2 separate regions of the Mus musculus genome follow, and region 1 is linked to region 2. The links are chromatin contacts, called in public Hi-C maps. All regions are on one chromosome and are shown on one strand. The core of a region is the stretch at or near the end of the contact, and the rest is flanking DNA. Distances in the headings are between cores, read along the strand shown.

What was found. A called contact is a pair of places that touch in the nucleus more often than the background predicts.
Region 1: a Hi-C map of uterus shows a contact between it and region 2, with 4 times the contacts expected there. The contact joins two enhancer-like sites. A contact is called at or near these places in 1 of 15 datasets of contacts at CTCF or cohesin (the NIH/3T3 cell line), 4 of 484 Hi-C or Micro-C datasets (myocytes, nephron progenitors and uterus) and 1 of 115 datasets of contacts at active chromatin or transcription factors (the NIH/3T3 cell line).

What each region holds. Positions count from the first base shown.
Region 1 is chr10:68,353,315-68,357,522 of GRCm38.p6, reverse strand. No RefSeq gene overlaps it. Among named protein-coding and RNA genes, the nearest start is that of Gm32748, 15 kb to the right of the region's middle. Within about 2 kb of position 2,597, at least 118 of the 459 cell types and tissues checked have an H3K27ac peak or open chromatin away from gene starts, as enhancers often do. A contact at or near this core is called in the NIH/3T3 cell line, myocytes, nephron progenitors and 1 more, where this site is marked.
Region 2 is chr10:69,183,321-69,187,733 of GRCm38.p6, reverse strand. It overlaps a transcript of Rhobtb1 not described here. Among named protein-coding and RNA genes, the nearest start is that of A930033H14Rik, 28 kb to the left of the region's middle. Within about 2 kb of position 1,668, at least 194 of the 459 cell types and tissues checked have an H3K27ac peak or open chromatin away from gene starts, as enhancers often do. A contact at or near this core is called in the NIH/3T3 cell line, myocytes, nephron progenitors and 1 more, where this site is marked.

The DNA of each region.
Region 1 (4,208 bases), core at 1,348-3,847, 830 kb after region 2:
GGCTTCTCGCCTTCCAAGATGGCGACTCACGGTCGATGTGGAAGCCTAGTTCAGTGTTTGCTGAGGCTCCAGTATTCATGGATTCCATACAGAACTGAGGTTCCTTCCCTGTTGAGGCACAAGCTCTTACCAAAACAGTGAGAACACCAAGACTGTATTCTTTGGTCCCAGCAAGCCCCTATACACTTCCCCAGGCAAGGAGCCCTAAGGAAGGCAAGGCTTCAGTCAACCTTTCTGGAGACACAACCTTCTTTCCCAGGACCTTCAGCTCAGCTAAGTGGAGACACCTGGTGTCTGGTGTTGCAACTTCAAGAAGATCAAAGAGTCTGGGCTGAAAATCGGGCCTCTCATAAAAGCTGCCTCATTCAGGACAAGTTCCAAAGCAGCAATTCAAATAGCAGTCCCGTTCTACTCCAAGGAGGCTCACTTCCCTTCAATAGCGCCGCCGTCCACCGACAAGGTTTTCTCCATAACCCTGCCTCTTTTAACAGGAAAGAATCTAGCATAATCACAGGGCAGGAAGTATTTATTAGAAGCCAGGGAGAATAGGTCTCCCTTTCTGGCCTCTTCATTTTGTGGGGTGTTAAGTCATGGGGGGTGGGGAGCAGGGGGCGGGGGAGAGGCAGATATCTGCTTGGTATGATATCTGGTTGGTGATATTTATAAGTAGCCAGCCAGAGTAGCAAAGTTGCCCCACACACACATCCTGAAAAAAAAAAAAAAAATTTTTTTTTAGCCTAAACAAGGCCAAAGGAATATTAAAGTTTCACTAGGGAAGAAATATGGCCGCTGCCAGGAACTGACTAGTCATAAAACCCAAGGCATTCAGGCGTCCATCATCGCCTGCCTTTTAATGACTGAACTAAAAGAAGAGACATCAGTTTTCAAAATAAGGTTATAAAAATGCTGTGCACAGATGAGGCCTCCAAATATTTTGATAGTACCCGAACAAAATTGCATATATATACATATATATATATATATACATATATATATATATGTATATAATCATTGAGACAAATCACAAAACATATGTTGTTATGTTTTGCTCTAAAAACCATGAAGTTTACCCAGAACCCTATTATGGTAACTGCTTCACTTTTCATGCATTCCTAAATTACCATGTAATCTAAAACCTTGTTTTCAGCGGCCCTATATTGGAAAGTCCCTTCAAACTAAGCAGGATGATGGCAGGCTCGCTCACATTCAGAAAGAAACCTGCCTTTGCTGCTGAAAATGAAAGTGGGATTTATCAGATAGACTCCTTTAAAACAGTCACCACCTTAGTGACACACGGGGCCTGACGCATCCAGGAAATGCCGAGACCAGGAATTATGCTTTAAGCTCTCTGCATTTTCAAACACATGGATAGTTGGTGTAAAAATATATTCTTTTCCTGCAGGGACGTGACTGTAATTAGTGTGTGCCAAAACTCTCTCTCTCTCCCGGAGATTTCATTGTCTTATCTCTTTGCAGCATCTTAATGCGATTTTATTTTACTTTGTCAAAGTCCTATTAACATAAATGTGTTCTCCATAGCAAACAGTGTTCTTTTTTATGCAAAACAGGATTCAGCTGACTCTAATAAAACAGCTTGCAGTCTATTAGAGTACAACAGTAATGTGCTTATTTTGTTTGTCAAATCAAGACCGCCGTCAGAAGGCTCTAGACAAAGATTTGTCTTGTTTTCCAGAATAATTGCCAGGGTGGGGCTACGTTATGATCTGTAAATGAATAGTATCGCTTAGAACAAACACTTCATATATCTTTTATCTTCCCCTGCACACAGTTCTGAGTTTTTCTTTGAAATCTTTGCTCCACTTTTCCACATAAGTCATCAGAATGTTTCCAAAGAATTTTAACTGCCAGATTAATTATATCTTACAAACAAAGATAGATTGCTTACATTCTTTATTCAGAAACCCTGCCAGTATGGAGCAACTGGCAACAAATTAATCTCTTTTGCAACCCTACAAAATGTTTTGCTATGAAAAGGCCTGGAAGGTAAATGGATCCTTTAAAAAAAAAAAAATCAGGTTGCTCATTCTGAAAGGCTAATCCTAAGCACAGAACAGAGGAGTAAATGAATCTAGCTACTCCCTAACTTTGCTCTTCCTTTTCTTTCTTTCTTTTTGTTTTTTGTTTTCTTGGTTTTTTGTTTTGTTTTGTTTTGTTTTGTTTTGTTTTTGTGTGTGTGTGTGTGTGGTTTTTTTTGTCTTTTGTTTTTTCCTTCTTCTTAACAACTAGGTTACAGCCTTCTGTTAATGGATTCAGTTAATTAAGTATTGCTGTGACCTGGTGGCAATTTCTGAAATCCAGAGAATTTTTCCCTCTTTTAAGGTCTGCCTCCCCCACGGGGCCCCGGGTGTAATCTGTTTGCAGAGAGTCTATGTATGTCAGCCCTGCTTCCCTTAGAAGCTTCTAGAATGTTTTAATAAATTTATCAACCGAAAAAAAATATTACAAACATTTCATTTCCTTTGACTCAGGCACACCACACACACACACACACACACACACACACACACACACACACACCACTGCCTTCATTGCAAATTCTTGCCAGTATGAATCACCCTAAGTAATGTTTGCTTTAACTTTAGTGTGGTTCAACAAACAACCTTTATATGGCTGGACTTCAAAGGGAGGAGAAATGAAGGTTGGAAATATGATAGGCGTAATCTATTATTAGGCATGAAACACTAAACCACTTTTAGCTATAACTCTAAAACCTGCATAATCTTAGGTTTTTTAACATAATGTGTATTTATTGTGCCTTCACTCACACAAGCATTTATCTCCCCGTGTTTGTGAGAGAAATACTTTCCACTGTAGCGTGGGCCACTACTTGGCTTAATTTTTCCTAATATTTAATTTAGAAAGGGGAAAATGGTAATATTATAACAGGATTCTCATGTGTCCCAGCCAAAATACTTAGTGTTCCTCTTTGAGTAAAATTAATCTGTTACCAGTTCCCTGACCTGCAAGTCAGGTTTCAGTAAACTAGGCATCCAGGGAGGAGGGCAGAGGGAGGGGGTAAGCTAGGCTGGCTAGGGAGATAAGATCTCTTTCTTTGATTAAGGGGGGGTGGTGTTGGCGGGGGGGGGGGGGGGGGTGGGGGGGGGAGCTAAAAAAAAAAAAACCGAATGTCTCAACCCAGCCATGCCTCCCAATGGCAGAAAAATAAGCCAAAAGTGTATCCCAGCAGTAATGGTTGAAGACATTTATTAGCTCCGTCCATAACAACATTCACTGCAGGGAGAGCAATTGTTAAAAAATCTGTACTGCAATTATTTCTTTAATGATGGGGGGGGGGCGTCTCCAGCTCCTTATTTCTCTCCTTCTTCACCCTCCACAAACATTGGCACTTAAAAAAAAAAAAATCTAATGTTATGAAATAAGTCAGAGAGCTTGTAGCTCAAGAGAACCGGAGACAGCACTGGGAATGTATGCATGCGCAGAAACAAAAACACCGTCGGTAACATTTTGTTCTTGATTAAATTTGCGCTCCCTAATACAGTAGATTAAAAATAAGTCCAACTGTTAAACGCATTAGTGTTCAGCCGTGGTTCTGGTGCCAGAAAAACCGATACTGCTTCAGACCCAGCCTCTCTCCACTAGACTTGAGGAGCCAGGGGAAATCTGACCCCTCTGGAAACCCGAGCCCCAAAGTCCATCCATGACCCTGCAGTTTGGGGATTCCTTATTTTCGTCGGGTGATGAAATCTCAGAACCATCTTAATATTTTCTCACACTGGGTCAAAAACTCGGCGTCTCTCGGCGAGGCTGTAAGAAAATACGGGCTAGGAAAACGGAGGATGGATTGCTAATGGCTACAGTCAAGACACTCCAGAAGGAATATGAAATGAAGTTGTTCTTTGGTGTACAGGGAGTCGTGAAACTTACATCTTTTAAAAAGAGTTGTAAGCCATGACCTCACGCCAACCCCCCACACTCCTCCCACCCCCACCCCGAAGAATTTTAAGAGACTGGAAAGACCCACAGTTCAGAGTGGGTGCTCCTCCTTACAAGGCATCCAAATTTGGTTCTCAGCACCTACATCAGAAGGCTCACAACCGCGTGTAATTCCAGCTCCTGCACACCTGATGCCCTCTTCTGGATGTAAAGGCACCTGCCCTCACACATGCACACACCTCCACACACTCACCTCCACACACACAGCTACACACACACAGCACTAAAAATGA
Region 2 (4,413 bases), core at 419-2,918:
TCAAATCCACTCAGGGATGTGTGGAGAGATGGTTTTCACTGCCCTGAATTTTGTGTACAAACCCACCCTTCTCAGCCCACATCTGTCAAGACCAGTTCAGATCTGACATCACGCAACCCTTTTGTAGCATATGTGTGGTTTCCTTCTTGCCCTTAATTTCACAGCAGGAAAAAGAATAAAGTCCGTTCAGCAAACAACTTAAACACAGCCAGAGAGATCCCGGAAGATAAATTCACAAGGATCATGGGAAGCTCTTGAGGTACCCTTGCAAACAAACAAACAAACAAACAACAAACAAACAAACAAAAAACCTGCCACCTTGTAAAAGTTGTGTCCTTTGAATAAAAATGTCTCTGAGCAGAAACGAAATATTTAAAGAACAGTGTTAAGACCTCAGCATCTGAAAATTGTACACTCAGGTTCTCGCCTTCATCTTTCTGGGATGCACCCTGTGCTGGTTTGCCACCACCACAACAGGAAGCCCTGTGCACTACCAGAATTGGATGCTGTTCGGAGCTGTGTCTCCCCAGATTGCCATGCTTTACATCGTAAAAGGAACATTTTAAAATTAACGTTGCCACTTACAATCTCCAAATCGAATAGCCATCCTCCGTATATCAAGTCAGTCTGCTACCCTTTCTAGACTAAGCCACCTACCCTTATTTCTTTGTCCTATTCCTTACTAAATCTACCATCAAACCAATTCTTCCATACGTAGTAACCTCAGAGTGAGAACAAGCATGGATAGAGACTTGGCAATGCCTGGAATAGTTTTGATTTCTCCATAAAGGGCAGAAGCTTTGACTTCTTGCTTTCAAGCATCTATATTCTCTACACGCCCACAGGCACAGGGTCACCTGAACCAGTGGCTCTCAGCCTTCGAATGCTGCGTGACCCTTCAATACAGTGCCTCATTTTGTGGTGACCTCCAACCATGAAATTATTTTCATTGCTACTTTGTAACTGTAATTTTGTTGCTGCTGTGGAATGTACCATAAATATCTGGGGTTTCTGATGGTCCTAGGCAACCTCAGTGAGAGGGTGGGAGACCCACAGGTTGAGAAGCACCGGCCTAGGCTATGTGTGTACAGGTCATATATAGAAAGACAAAATGTAAACCTCATATAATTCCATCCCAAACGTTGTGAAATGAACTCTTATTTTGTTTTCTCAGGTTTAGTGGGTTTTCTAGATAGACACAACGGGATAGAAATGATCACACCACTGACAACTTGAAGGAAGCAGTTGCAGGACCTAAGCAGTGGACAGACTGGCGCCAAAGGGTTAGATCCTGGCCTGTGTTTTGGGCCACTGCTGCCCTCTAGGGGACATGTGTGAAATGAGTCAAGTTTCTAGAAAAAAAAAAAAAAAAAAATCAAGACCGAAAATCATTCTATCCCGTCAGCTTTTATGAAAGAAGACAACTAAAAACTCATCAAAACAGGTTCGTGGATTATCTATACGAATGACACAGAAAACAATCCCACAATCCCTCCAGACACGCGCTTTCCCGGGCCATCTGACTGAGACTCACTCTTTGAGAGAAATGCCTTTTTTTTTTTTTTTTTTTTTTTTTTTTTTTTTTTTGTCAAGCCTGGTTCTCCGCAGTATTTTGAGCCTGTTATTTCTTGTCCTGCCAGGGAGCAGCTGCGGACTATGACTAATGTGTTACTCACTGTTTATACGTTCAGCTCTTAGCTTCCAGGGCCCCAGAAACCAGAAACTCCGGCTCCTTCCCTTTTTATGAAGTCAGTTCGTTCCGAGGAAAATATGCAAACATTTCACCAGTTGCCAAATTGATACTTATTTCTGGGCAAGGAGCGTCACTAATTTCACGCATAGGGAAAACATTAACTCATGGTGTTTTTTTTTTTTTTTTTTTAAACACTTGGAAAACTAGGGATACTATCTGCTCTTTTCTTCCTAGATTTCTTAATAATAATTAAAACTTCTATGTGTATGAGTATTTTGTCTCTATACAGCACTTCTATGCCTGGTGTCCCAGAGGACAGAAGAGGGCACTGGATCCCCTGGAACTGGAGTCATGGTTTGTGACCCACCATGTGGGTGCTGGAAACAGAAACCACGGGGCTTTCTGAGGGATCAAAAGGTGCTCTTCAGGCTAAGCTGCTTCTCCAGCCCCCCCTCCCCCAAATCTTGGCCTTAGCGGAGAGTTTAAATGACTCACAGAACTCAAACTTCCCTGTTTGGGGGATAATTTCATGACTTCAGGAAAAGCAGGCTTGTTTCAGTACATCTATCGCCCATCCATTAAGCATTTGCTGAGCTTGTCGTTGCTCAGCAAACACCATGTCAAGGGTGCCAAGCATGTAGGAGAACCCGAGCATACAGGAGAAAGAAGGTACCATTTAGGAAGCCTGGATCTTTGGTCTTTAAGTTGATTTGAAAGTAATAAACGGATTCAACAGAAACCACACTTTTTTTGAACCTTTGTGTTTTTCACAACACAACATTCAATGCTCTTTCGTAATGGCAGGCATCGGCAGTGTGGAGGCCAGTCAGTAGTGGGTAATGGCAGTCAAGCACTATGCTGCACAGTACCGAGTGGGTGTGGTGGTTTGAATATGCTTGGCCCATGGGAAGTGGCACTATGAGGAGGTGTGGCCTGGCTGGTGGAAGTACATCACTGTGTAGGTGGGCTTTGAGGTCTCCTAGCCTTCATGCTCCACTCAGTGCAGAAGAGACCCTACTCCTGGCTGCCTACAAAAGAATCCAGGGCTGCCTGCTGATCAGATAGAGATGTAGAACTCCCGGCTCCCCCAGCACCATGTCTACCTGGATGCTGCCATGCTTCCACAGTGATGATAATGGGCTGAACCTCTAAAACCATAAGCCAGCCCCAGTTAAATATTTGCCTTTGTAAGGGCTGCCTTGATCATATGTCTCTTAACCGCAATAAAACCCAAACTAAGACCGTTGGGAAGCCGTGAGATTCAAGTGTGTTCGCATGCATGTGTGCTGATGGAGGCCCTGGATTATTATGGGGTGTCTTCTGCCATGGCTCTCCACCTTGTTTTTTGAGACAGGGTTTCTCACTGCACTTGAAGTTCGGTGCTCTAGGCTAGGCTGTCTGGCCATGAAGCCCCATCTCTTCAGCGCTAGGAAAAACAGGCACCGTAGTCATGCCTGGATTTTGCATAGGTATTGGGAGCTGAACTTGGTAAGCATTTTACTGAGCCATCTCCTTATCTTTAAATGCACTTGGACCTACATTATTTTCAACTTAAGCCAAGGGCATCACATTTTACTCCTGTACATTTCATGGGATCCAGTAAGTATTGTTGAAACAACTTGTTTTACGTCTATAATCTACTCGGCTTCAAGAATTCTGAGAATAAATACAATTGTGGGACTGGAGAGATGGCTCAGTGGTTAAGAGCACTGACTGCTCTTCCAGAGGTCCTGAGTTCAATTTCCAACAACCTTATGGTGTCTCACAACCATCTGTAATGGGACCTGATGCCCTTTTCTGGTGTGTCTGAAGAGAGCTACAGTGTACTCATGTAAAGTAAGTAAATAAATAAATAAATAAATCTCTAAAAAAAAATACAATTGCTTTTTTTTTTTTTTTTGTACTGCTAGGATCCAGAATGATTGATTCTTTGTTATCTATTAGTAGTCCTTTTGGTGAGTATTATTATCCCAGGTTTATAGATGATGAACAGCATGACTGACTTAGGGAGGATTATTACTACTGTGATAAAACACTCCGGGAGGACAGGGCTCATTTGACTTCCAAATCACAATTCATCATCATAGGCAGTCAGGACAGGAACTCAAACAGGACAGGAACCTGGAGGCAGGAGCTGATGCAGAAGCCATGGAGGGATGCTGCTTTCTGGCTTGCTCCCCATGGCTTGGTCAGCCTTCTTTCCTATAGGACCCAGGCCCAGGGATGGCACCACCCACAATGGCTCCAGCCCTTCCCGTTTATTGCTAATCAAGAACATGCCTTGCATGCCTGCCTACAACCCAATCTGTGGAGGGAGGCATTTTTGCAACTGAGGCTCTCTCCTCTCTGATGACTTTAGTTTGTGACAAGTTGAAATAAAACTAGCCCAAACAACTGGCTCCTTGTCAATTTGACACTTATAAGCACATCGCCTTACAGTTAGAACCTTTCCTTTCTCATGTATCCCCAAGATGGTACGGTAATGTTGACATCCCATAAATAACTTTAAAGATTCCCACAGAATTTTTACAAATTCAAACATTTTAGAGCTTCAGTCTCTTTAAAATGTCCAATCTCTCTAAAAATTCAACAGTTTCTTTTAAAATCTCAGCTGTGGGCTCCCGTAAAAAATCAAAATTAAATACTGCGTTAGTCAGGGTTCTCTAGAGTCACAGAACTTATGGAACGTCTCCATATATTAAGAGAATTTATTGGAATGA